Regions from separate parts of the Sus scrofa genome. Here region 1 is linked to region 2. Evidence: chromatin contacts called from public Hi-C data. All regions are on one chromosome and are shown on one strand. The core of a region is the stretch at or near the end of the contact, and the rest is flanking DNA. Distances in the headings are between cores, read along the strand shown. Region 1 holds the start of FNBP1L (formin-binding protein 1-like). Region 2 overlaps BCAR3 (breast cancer anti-estrogen resistance protein 3).

Region 1 (6,443 bases), core at 2,355-4,854, 160 kb after region 2:
AGAACTCACTGAATCTATCATCCGAAGCACATTTTTCCATTTCTTCCAAAAAGATATCATGTGCTTTGTTAAATGCACCTGGCTAAAAATATGATGAAAACAGCGTCTTCTAAATTACACACCCTTAAACTAAGGGCCGAAAATCACAGACGAGAAAACTACGACATAAAATAAGTTTTATACGTTCCTATAAATTAAATCAGATATTTGAACCTACTTCCTAATTTCCACACTAGTCATCTCATTCTCCCGGGGGAGCAATTTTTTTAAATAAATCATAATATCAATGTGATGTGCTCAACCAAATTTTTTTCTGTATCTATATACACACTCATAACCCACACATAGTTTTTTTCCCATTGAACTTTAACTGGCTCCTCAAAAACCAAAAATCTATCTCCTAATAAATAAAACATATTGCCTAAACACAGGACTTCTCCAATCTCTGATTTCCTTATTTGTTAAAAAAGCTAATTATTACAAAATGCGTGCTTTGCAAAATCATTAATTCATATTTAGACTTTCTGATCCAACCATTCTTCCTATAATAATGAAATCAACATAATAAACAATGAATCCTGAAGAAATGAAGATGCTCTCATCTCTGTGTGATGTCACCCAGAACTGAGTCTCTAGCATATATTCACTACCTTTCCTAAATGCTCATTCTGAACAGGAGCAATCCCTTAAAGCATAGTTCAAATTTATTACCAGTTAATTTATATCTCCTCACAACTACACAACAGAAGTCTGACACAACCACCTTAGTCTATCACTATTAGCTCTGTCCCCCAGAGTATTAGAGTGGTTTTAATTTTATTACTTTATTCTCAAGTTTAACATAAGACTTAAGATAGCAAAAAAGCTCTAGTCAATGTTATAAGAAATAAACAAATTTGAGTGCGTAACGGCACTACCGTCATTTCACTGTAGCGACATGTTCTCAATAAGGTTTAACTTTGGAGTAATATGCTCTAAACATGTAAGTAAAATGAGAACTGGTTTCTAAATTCAAAATTCCAGGAGTACTTTCGCAACCTCAAATTCCTCAATGGCAAGAGCAGTTCAGGTGTTTGTTACAATCTACTGGAAGCACAATATCCTTATTCAAAGCTGAGAAGAGTTTTTAAAAAACACAAAAAACAGGAAGTCTAATCAAATTTTTCTAAGATCTCTTCTGGTCCCAAAAATAGTGCTCTACACCAACTTCTACTCATCTATGATTTAAGCATCCAGTTGATATCAGTTGATTCCACATTATTTAGTTCCTAATAAATGTTTCCCCCAAATCCTCTCACTACTAAGAAAAGCTTAAAACATGGAGATATATTAAGAGATATTAAATAACATTACATTAAATATTAAGAGAAATTTTTTTTAATTTTTCACAATTTCCAAAAGGATACAGAACAATTTTTAGTCAGAACAAAAATTCCCATCTCTTCTATGGTTTACCCATCTAAATGTCTGAGAAACTACTCAAACGCTGAAAGTAAATAACCAAACTACAGGAGACCGGGGCATGGGAGGGACGACACTGCTTCTGAAAGTACTATATTCTTAAAAGTTGATAAAACTTTAAAAATCTCTTCTTAGTCTTCACTAAAATATTTTTTCCTTAAAACTGCTTTTCTATAGTGTGATATAAAGCAATTGTTTTCAATCTAAATTAAGAGTTAAATCTCAGTCATACTCCTCCACTGTTTTACTCTTTGTCTTTTTTAAAAGTATTCCGCTTAATTTTTGCTTCCTCTGAAATGTGGACTGCTGAAGTATATAAAGATCAAAATATTTTCTAATTATAAAAATGGGAAATAAAACTGTATCCATCTCCTTTAAGAACATACTATAATTAACTACAGAATGTACTAAGTCCAAGGAAAGAGACTTTTAATGCCTGAGAATCTAACCAAAGAAAAAGATGAAAGTTTACCTAATTGACTATATAATCCTCCTCAATACAAGAACAATTGCATTGTACTATCTAGGAACGTAATGGAGAGGCTCCAGAGGTATGTTCTCTTGGGTGGTGTGTTTACACCCTGGGCAAACACTTGCCCAGAATGTTGCAGATTCCTGGGCTGGCTAAGCAGGTGTTCGACTCGATGAGCTCTAGAGTCTCTTTCAATTCTAAAATTCCCCGTCTGGGAGTAAAATGTGAAAAATAACAGAAAACACTGTACCCTTCCATGAACCGATCTGCCTTCATTCCCCTCCTAACTGTACGTCTGGAGACAAAAAAAGTTCTTTCTGCTCTTTCTCGGCAGCGATTTCACGAGAGCCCAGGTAACAAAAGGCAGGAAAACAGGCACAGGTGGGATGGAGCGGGGAGTGGCTGAAGGCCGGCGGCTCCCGGGACAGCGCCCCCACGCTCCCGTCCCCCGGCAGCACCTGAGAAATCACTGCCCTCCACACCGCCACCCTTCCGCGGCGGCGAGCGAGCGGGTTCTCCGACCTGTTCCAGTCCCCGCCGCACCTGGCCAGACACCGGCATTGTCTGCAGCCTTCAGCGCCCATGAAAGACAAGGAGGCATGGGCGAGAAAAGCGGGAGAAAGAGGAGAAAGAACGACGGAAGGGCAAGAAGAGCAACTGGGAAGCCGTACGCTCCTTCGGCACCATCGGCTTCCCCATCGATCTCTCCATTTAATTCAGGTCCCCAAAGCCAAGCCCCCGGCCCTGGGCGGCAGCCAGAGGTGGCCCAGCCCGGAGTCCCCGAAGCCACCGTGGTCGGAGCACGGACACCAGAAGAGGGAAATGGGCGTGTGGGCTGGGCCTGGCTGGCCGGAGGCCGGGCTCCGAACAAAGCCGCCCGGCTCCCCCTACCTGGGGCGAGGGCGGCGGGCGGTGCCTCGCGGGTCCCCGCGCCGCCCCAGCCCGGCGCCGCCCTCGCCCGGGGACCCTGGCCGGACCCGGGGCCGCGGCGAGCCCCCTCCCCGCCCGCGAACAGCGCCCCTTCGGGACAATGGGCCCCCTCCCCCGCCCCGGGGAGGGGAGATACAAAGGCTGGGAAGCGCGGCCCGGCCCGGAGCCAGGCGTCCGGAAAGTGAAGGCGGAGGAGGGAGAGGGGCCGGGAGAGGATGGCGGCGGACGCGGCAGCCCGGGGCCGCTCCCCAGCCGTCCAAGCCGCTGCCCTCAGCCGCACCGCGGCGGCGGGGCGGGAGCGCGGGCCAGCAGCCTCTCACGCCCGGCCGAGCGGGCAGGGGTCTGCACACAAAGGCGAGCGGGACCACCCGCCTCTCCGCCCGCGCCAGGGGCGGCGACGGCCCGACGCGCTCGGGCCCCCGACGGTCCGGGCGTCTGCCCAGCCGCAGCCCCTCCGGGCCCGGGTGCGCGCGGGGCGCCCCTCTCCTCGACTCACCCACAGCTCCGTGCCCCAGCTCATGGCGGAACTCGAGGCCCCTCGAGCCGTCTGGCCGCCCTGCTGTCCGAATGTCCGTCGGCTCTGCCGTCAGGCTGTCCGGCCTCCCACTGGCGGGCTCGCGGCTCGGCTGCTCAGCCTCGGAAGGTGCCGCCACCGCCGAGTTCCCCAGTGAGTGAGAAAGACGCGACTGGAGAAGCCGCCGCGCCGCCGCCGCCGCCGCCGCGTCCCCGCCTCCCGGAGCCGGGCGGGAGGGGGCCTGGGCTGGGGGGAGGCGGGACGCGGAGAGGGGAGGGGGCGGGGCGCGATGCACCCTGGGATCGGGGCGGACCGCGCGCGCCCGGCCGAGCCCGGCAGGGTCTCCTCGCCCCGGGTCCCCGGGCCGCCGCGCTTTCTCATCCCGCCCAGGCTCTCGCTTTTCGTCTCTCTGGGCTGGGACTGTCCCACCGCCGCGGCCACTTGAATCGCGGTCACCTAGAAGGAAAGGGAGAGACGGAAAAGACGCCCACCGCCCTTCTCTGCCCTGAGCCCCCTTAAATGAGGCGGCTCCTTCCTGCCTCTTGCCGCCTCCACTTGGGAGAAACCCAGACAAGGAAAACTCATCCAAATCCTTGGGTTTAGATTGTGGAGAGAGATGTTTTATTTATAAGAAAAAATCTTAATGGAAAGGGTGAGCTCGGGAATCCCTTGAATGTGTAGAGCATCCAATGTGAATGCAGCGTGCCCCTGATTTTTTTTAATAGAACATTTTAATTGTTTGAGTCCTGTCGGGAACTCATTAAAGAAGGTAGATCTTTCAGCTTTCACTTGGGGATGCTGCCATGAGAGGAGATGGAACACATGGACAAAGGGGAGCCAGGCTGTCACCTGCAGGAAAGGAGAACTGAGCTTGCCCCTTGTCTGGAATGGTGACCTCGCGCCTGCGGAATTGCATGGAAGGCAGATTCCTAGTCGGCAGAGCAAAGAGCCTATTCGGACCTCAGATATTTCTCATTTAGAATATCGGAGCCATTTCCTTTTTTCTCCGTGGAGTTACTTCCCGGCCTTTCTGAGTAATCATTAACTGCGGTCAGCAAGTTTGACTGGTTGGTTTTAGGTATCAAGTATGCTTAGCAACTCCCTAACATACGCTTTAGCATTAATTGCTTGTCTCCTAAAAACACACACGCACACGCGCCCACACAGTCCAAGCAATCACTAGTAGAGTGCTCCTCGGTGTGTTTTGACAGCTGAGGGTCTTAAGTTCTCCCAGGGCTAGTCAGCCTTTGAAACACCTCCCTATAGGGCCTGCTCAGATGCCCCAGTCTCTCCCACCTATATCCTTGTCCCTGCCTGGCTGTGCTCCCTCTTGGCGTTGGCCAAATATCCTCATCCTTCCTGACCGTCCAGACAAAACTCTTGCTAAATTGTTTGCTGCCCTTCTGTGACTCCAGCTCCAGCATAACAATTACCCTCCTCCAAGAGGGTTGTGGCCCATAGTTAAATGCTTAAGTGTGCCATGCAGTGATAAGGCTGTTAAGCATGGACTGAACACTTTCTCTTTCCAGCATTTTCCTGTTTCCTTCGAGGGTATTTATATCACCTAACCCTGCGATCCACATCGCCTCTTCCTTTAAAAAAAAAAAATTACATGCTTTCCCTTGAAAAGTAAGCTACCATTCACCATAAAGATTACCCTCTCCTCAACCATGCTATACACAATTCCCCAACAGAACATAAAGTCTTATCTCTTAGATGAGCGGTTTTCTTCTTTTGAAATTTCTGAACAGAATTCCACACTCAGAACAATTAATTTCTCTTCCAAAAGTTAGATTTGAGGGCATCAGATTCAGAGAAAAATTACATTAGTCTATGTTTTCATAAAATTTAAATTGATATAATCAACTTAAACTGATAATCCTCAAATAATCAATTTACAAAATTATTTCATGATATTAAAATTTACTTCAAACTCTTTAAGCAAGAATTATTAAAAAGTGAAAACTATCACAACAAAGGAATTAATGTGCTATACTTTGCTATGAAAACAATAAAGATCAATCGGATTTCAGAGTGTTACTTTTTTATAGAAAAAAAAAATCCCTAAAATAGTATATATAGGGGCATTTTAGCTAACAACCATCCAGAGGTGTTTTACAAACATATATATAGTCACATACACAAATACATATTATCGGCCTGGCGGTTTATAAAGCTGTTGATTTTTAACATAATCAGAATCCATTTATGTGCAAGATTTATTTTCTATGGACTCATGACAAGACATTTTGTGAACAGTTTAACACATCATTTTCATCTCTAAAAAAGGTAAAACATAACTTTTAGCGTCTTGAAAGCAAAATCTCTTTGGTGTAAGAGCAATGTATTATTAATTTATTCCACATGCTACCCCGAAATCATATTTTGATCAGTAAGTGATACAATTCTGTCAAAACAATTATACCTTTTAGCGACTTGACCTATTTTGGCAATCCATCACCACATAGTTTCTGTTTCATATTACACATTTTATAAGGTAATGAACACCATGAAGGAATCAAGGAAATAATATTCTAACTTCCTCTATATATTTTTACAATGGAGCCACACTCTACTAAGCAAACTTGAAGGAGCTCAAATTGCACAGGCTTATTAGCAATTTTAAAAATTACTTTACCATCTTTATTAGTTATGAAAAATAATGTTCATTTAATGCATTTTCTCTTCAGGCATATGTTTGAACTCTGCTCCCTGATAAGCCACTAAAATGTTGCATTTTCATTGCAATATTTCATATTTTTATCATGTATTAATTCAAATGTGAGGTTTGTTTGTTTGTTTGTTTTGTCTTTTTGCCTTTCCTAGGGCCGCTCCGTTGGCACATGGAGGTTCCCAGGCTAGGGGTCTAATCGGAGCTACTGCTGCTGGCCTACGCCACAGCCACAGCAACTCGGGATCCAAGCCACGTCTGCAACCTACACCACAGCTCACGGCAACGCCAGATCCTTAACCCACTGAGCAAGGCCAGGGATCGAACCTACAACCTCATGGTTCCTAGTCGGATTCATTAACCAGTGAGCCACAACGGAAACTCCAAATTTAAGT
Region 2 (5,851 bases), core at 835-3,334:
CCTTTGTGCATTTTGGAGACTTTTTTTTAGAGTAAACCAAGAAAGCCTCGGGTGACAAGAGCTGTGATTCTCCAGTGACCTGAGTGTCTTTTGTTTTGCTTTTACTCTGGGCCTGGAGTATTTGACTCCTTAAGTCTATGTAATTTACCTGTCTGAGTTTTTTTTTTTTTTAATATTTTTTTTTTCAGGTATGCATTTCATTCACTTTCTGGGGGCAAGGTATGGGAATTCAGAGGCTCTGGCTGACTAATCTCACTGAGTTTCTCTGTGAGATTTAAGAAGCTTTTCCCCTTTTCCTGACCTGGGGCTGGTGCCTTCCTAGCCTTGTGGGGAGTTTGTTATTCTGACAGAGCCTGTCATTTCCTGTCAAAGGGGAACAGCAGGTACAAACTGAGCCCCTCACCTGGTGGTAGTCGGCCTGATTGGTGAGTCCTCCCCCCAGAACTGCAGGGGCCTTGGGCCCTGGCTGCTCACCTGGACCTGCCCTTGAACTCTGTCTAATGGAAATGAGGGCAGGCAGAGACCACTTCCTCATGGGTCCAGTTCATGGACATTGGGGACAGTACTGAGCCCCCCAACTGAGCCATCTCTCGGGGCGCCTCCAGCTCAGAATTCTCGTGAGTTGGACCCGCCGTGGTGCCTGCTTCCAGCATCCCAGGTGGATTTCCCAGGATTGCAATCTGAGCTGCAGTCTGAGCCCCAGAATCATGAAGGAGGAGGGGGTGCAGGAAGCCAGTCGAGGGAGCAGAAAGGAAGTGACCCCCAGTTGTCCGTGTGACCACAGGCCCTTGTCACTGCATCCCCAGTAGGGGTGTTGATTACGTTGCGCCTCTCCCTGCAGGCAAGCGTGAGATCTGGGGCTCTGCAGAGCCTCATTCAAGCACAGAAGCTGCTCACCAGGCCTTGAACAAACAATTCTCTATTTTTACAGGCCGACTTGACTTAGTCCAAAGGCCGAGGCCTCCTGAGGATTTTGCACTAATCCCGCTGGCTATTTCTCATACCTCCCTCCTGCTTCAGCGGTGGTGTTCCTTTCTGGACTGAATCAGTTCTGTCTCTTCCTCATTGCAAGTTTCTGCCTGCATGAAGTTTTAGAAAGTTTCAGGACACATTCCTTTTCGGAGCGGCCGAAGCCCCAGAAAGTTAATATTTGGAACAGTAGGAGAGGAAGCGCTATAGGCAGAAACCTGGGTTTGATATAAAAAAATAACCAAAACCCCAGAATTGTTGGGAATCCACTGTGCCTGGAATGAAAGAAGGAAAACAATTACTTTCCTTTGAAGGTGTTGAGAGGGTCTTGGTGGGGCTAAGGCTTCAGCATGGAGGCTCGCTTGGCGGTGTTGGATGCGAGGTTCGTGAGCCAGGTCTGGGTTAGGCGGGCTGAGCAATTACCGCAAAGTGTTTAAAGGGAAGGCGGGGAGCGAGACAAACAGCTGGGTCAGAAGAGGGTACACAGCTGTCCCCTGTCCTCCCAACAGACTGCAACGGCCCGGTGGGTGGGGATGGCACGGGCCGCTCAGGGTGTTTGCTGACTGACGTGCTAATTAAACACCAAAAGGCAATATTGCTTTGCCAATAGTGATGGCTGTGCCCACGTTATCAGCTGCACACTGGCTGCCGGAGCATCCTAATTACAAGTCAACAGTTGTGCGGGTGGGCTGGGAGAGTGGGATGGAGATGCTGCCGGGTGTCTCAGGACTTGCAGGATTGCTCGCAGGGGAAAGTCACACCCAGGTGGCCTTTGGGTCCTTGTCTCAAAGGAGCCTCTGTCTCATCACAAGGTGGTGTCATGTGGGCTTCTTGAACTCAGAGGTGCTGGGCTGACAAGCAAACAGACAAAGCCTGTGGGAGCAGGTCGCAGGGTGCCTTCAGCCCTAGGGAGGAAGGGCTGCCTGGTGCGGGGGGTGGATAATGACTTCTGCCAGTCTCTAAGTTGAGGGGACAGCGAAAGCCCAAAGCCTCTTCCAGGAGAGGTTAGAGTTTCATCAGAAGGCGAGCCTGGTCACATGAGGATTTCTGGCACCGTGTGCAGGGCAGGCTGGACACCAGCCTGCCAGAATTCAGCGAGTGGATCGTATTGGCTTGAGCAAAGAGGGAAAGTCCCAGGCTGGCCCCGAGAAGGAGCCGCTGCTCACTCCTCCTCCAGCCGCAGCCCTTGGGCGGGAGCAGCACAGCAGCGGTGGCAGCGGGACTGGGGCTTTCAGGCCTGGGACCCCCTTGCTTTTAACCCTAAAGGAAGCGTGTGGTCCAGAGACTGAAAACTGCAAGATGCCTAAGAATGCAAGGCTTTCCATGCCCTCTCGGCCGCTCTGTGCTGCTTCTATCACCGCAGGTCTTTCCTCGGCATCAAGGTAGGTGTGGTTTGAGCTAAGGCACGTCTAAAATTCTTTGGAGGGGTCCGGGGTCTTAAAAGCACTAGGAAAGGTGTGCAGCGCACTGGCTGGAAAAAGAGGCGCTTTCTTTGATGGACGCATCCTCATAAGCCCCCAGTGGTGTTTTTCTCGCCTGGGGGCAGAATCTGGCCACACGGAAGGGGCTCTTTTGGGGCGAAACCCTGTTTTTCAGGAGACTTTGAGTCTCCCTGGGCTGCAATGTTCTACCGAAGTAGCTTGATGCCTCTTTTCTTCCTTCTCTCTCTGTGTCTCTCCTCCCTGGTTCGTCATCGGTGTGAGATGGCTGAGCCCCTCGCTCCACTCGCCCTGCTGCTCCGTGGTGTCAATACTATATACTTAAGTACAGAAACCACCAACTAGCTCCTTTCAGATGGCAGCCATGTTCCAAACATCCTGGTATTCAGAACTGTCTCCCTTTTTCCCCATGGCTCCTGTTGGGAACATTTGTTACGAGACATCAATAGCAAAGGTCTCAATAGCAAAGGTCTCGGGTAACATGTCGATACACTGTTTATTTTGATGAAAATATTCAAAGATCCTCCTTTGGCCAATTCAAGATGAGGCTTCTGTTCTGTTGCCCACCTGTGACAACACTAAGAATTCGCTTAGAGGAGGCTGTCATTGAGCTGGGGGCTTGGCTGTCTTGGAAACGTCCGGGCCGCCCCGGCGTGACTGCGGGCCTCATTTATTCATGGGAAAGAGAAATCCGAACGTTCTCAAGGAACCCTTCCTACCCTGGCAGCGGTGCTCCTTCTCCTGGGGACTGACTCGTTCAGTGTCATTGCAAACACTGCCACAGGAAAATTTCACAGGAAGCCCCGTTAAAGGGAGAAAAAGACCCCTTTGTAGAGGAGAGACTTCCGCTTTTCCTGCCCTGTCGGAGTGTTCGGAGTAGCTTTCTAACCGTTCAGCAAAGTTGGTTTTTGTCTCTCTGTCAAGGAGTTGGGAGGAGCGTAGTGAGAGGTGAAAGTCTTTTCCTCCCCGATTTAAGAGCCCTTTCTACCCTGGAGCCGGTGGGGTGATGTTACATTTCTGGCCTAAATATGGATCCTCCTGGTGTGCAGCCGATGAAGTCATGCTATTAACGGTATTTTGAAGCTGTCAGAGATAGAGCGGGAGGTCCCGGAGGGAGCCGTGCACGTCCAGGATTGGCCGTGGTTTGCACTCTAATAGAAGTCCTTCCCCGAGCCGACCTCTGCTAATTCAGAAAAGTGCAGCTCAGCGTTTGGTACGGAAGAAAATAGCCCATAAATATCTGGGTCTGAGTGCTGCCATTCTGTCTGGATACCCCTGTCCCTCTGCAGTTACCTCCTCCACGGGCCGCCCAGAAAGGCCACCGCAGCCTGTGGGCTGCATCTGAACAGCCACCCTTCGGCCTCCTGCCCACGGCCGCTCTTGGTGGTTGACTGTCGGTGGGAAGGCCCTTCTTTCCACGCGACCTTCCCACCCCACCCTGGCGTGTTGCATCGACACAGCACAGAGGACCTGGCCTGCTCACACACCAGAACCTGAAGCCCTCGGACCCAGCTCAGGGTTTCCCACTGAGCCCTGGGGTGTGTTTCTCTGTCTTGTTTTGCTTCGATCGTTAGCAGGGAAAGAAAACGCACCTGTGCTCAGACCCGCCTCCTGCCAGAGTTGCCCCAGTGATCAGGCTCCATCGCTTTATTGACTCCTACTTTAACTGGGGGTTTCAGGTCTTGCCGCTCATAATTAGTTTCTGTTGCAATTAGAGTTTCAAAATGAAATTGGGATCGATTGCCTGATAGCAAAGTGGAAATAAAGCTCCAGTTCTTGACCATGGGTGCTGCTTCCCTTGGCATGAATTTCTCCTACCAAAAATAACACGGTGGTAGCCATGGTAACTTTCCATTTGGTCTAATCCATATCATCTCTGGAGGAAGTGGGATGTTATTAATAGTGATGTTGTATGGGAAGAAAACTAAAAATATAAGAGCTCCTGCGTTACGTAGGGGACCAATCACACAGGCACGTTCAGGTTATAAGATCTTATTTGCCGAGATTTTGCAGAATTTAGCGTGTGTTTAAGGGCCTCGTGTGGACTTGTGTACCAAGGTCCTGGAGAGGAATGAACTGGGAGGCTAAGAATACAGAGGAAGTTCAAGGACTTGCAGTCGCTGCTGATCCGCACAAAGCTGAGGCCAGAGATGACATGTCAGCCACTGGTTGAAGGCGTGACTTTTACATCTCGGAAGGGTTCACGCAGGCACTCATCTCACAAATGACCGCTGGATCTTGAGTAAGAAAAGGAAAGGACATTTTTGCGTCCACCCAGTGGAAACCAGTCTGGCCTGAGGTCTTCCGGATCCATGGCATTAGTGGAACACCTCCAAGTTTGAAAACCCCTGACGTGAATGTAGCAGCCTGTCCAGTGTAGCACTCTGCTAGGCGGGGTGGGGGTGACTAATGACAGCGGGGGCATTGGAAGGACGTCCCACAAGAGCATCGGTCCGTAGTGTCATTTGGTTACATCTGCAAAAGACTGTCTACCTCTGAGTTCCCTTGAGAGTTGTCTCACTGGAGTCTGAGGTCAGGCTGAGTCGGGCAGGGCAAGAGCTGACCCTTTTCCGCAGAGGAGAAGCTGAGGCTCGGAGAAGCTCTCTGCCCCAGAATCGACTAGTGGTAGAAATCAGGTTTGGGGACCTCAAGCTCAGTGACCTGTCTCCGATACCATAGTGAGACCACTGAGCCATAGTGGGACGAGATGACATAGTGTCTCCTAATACTTCAGTTAGCAGTTCAGTTGGGAACGAGTAGCACAAACCTCAGCTTGAGGACAGACTTCAGGGGAGGCCGCAGAACGGGTTTTTATCGACGAGGTCTCCTTCCTACCGCAGTGGCAGGGCCACCTTCTGGTCCCGAGAGAACTCCAGGAGGAATCTGGGAGAAGCACAAGAGATCCCACTTCTGCAACTGGCCATGGGGACAAAGGCCCACTTCTTCCGGCCCCTCGTGTCTCTGATTCTCCCTGGGGAGGGGGCAGGGGGAACAGGGGCTGAGACGTGCCGCCTTATCAGTGGCTGCTCCCGAGGAAGGTGGGCTGGTGGTGTCAGGAAACTTCAGGGGAACCGAAAAGACAGGAGTGGCCTTGCAAGGGACAGAATGGCCACCTTTCTGAAGGACACCAGCAGGGAGGCTGGACTTGGGGGTTGATGGATAAATGAATCGGTGCGTCTTGGTTAACCCGTCATTCAGTGCACCGAGTGGCTCTGGTCTTGTCAGTGAGCAGTGGTTGTCAGAAGCAGTTGATTTTAAGCATTTTCATTTCCATACAGAGACACATCTTTGCAGCCACGAAGTGTTCTATACAGGAAGAGCTTAAATCCTACTCTTGCTGCTGTTGTGTTTTGTTTTGCTTTAAATCCTTTCCCTTGCACCTGAAAAAAAAAATATTTGGAGCCTCTCTGAATGCACATTATAGCCTAAGGTGTCCCATCTAT

Evidence for each region. Hi-C and Micro-C count contacts between places; a contact is called where the count stands out from the background.
Region 1: a contact with region 2 is called in a Hi-C map of skeletal muscle, with 5 times the contacts expected there. A contact is called at or near these places in 5 of 47 Hi-C or Micro-C datasets (embryonic fibroblasts, liver, retroperitoneal adipose tissue and 1 more).

Annotation. Positions count from the first base shown.
Region 1 is chr4:123,776,036-123,782,478 of Sscrofa11.1, forward strand. FNBP1L (formin-binding protein 1-like) reads right to left here and starts at 3,605. Exons shown (of 16, transcript XM_005663661.3): 1 at 3,360-3,605. The coding sequence starts at 3,383.
Region 2 is chr4:123,614,242-123,620,092 of Sscrofa11.1, forward strand. All of the region lies in intron 4 of BCAR3 (breast cancer anti-estrogen resistance protein 3), which reads left to right. Among named protein-coding and RNA genes, the nearest start is that of FNBP1L, 160 kb to the right of the region's middle.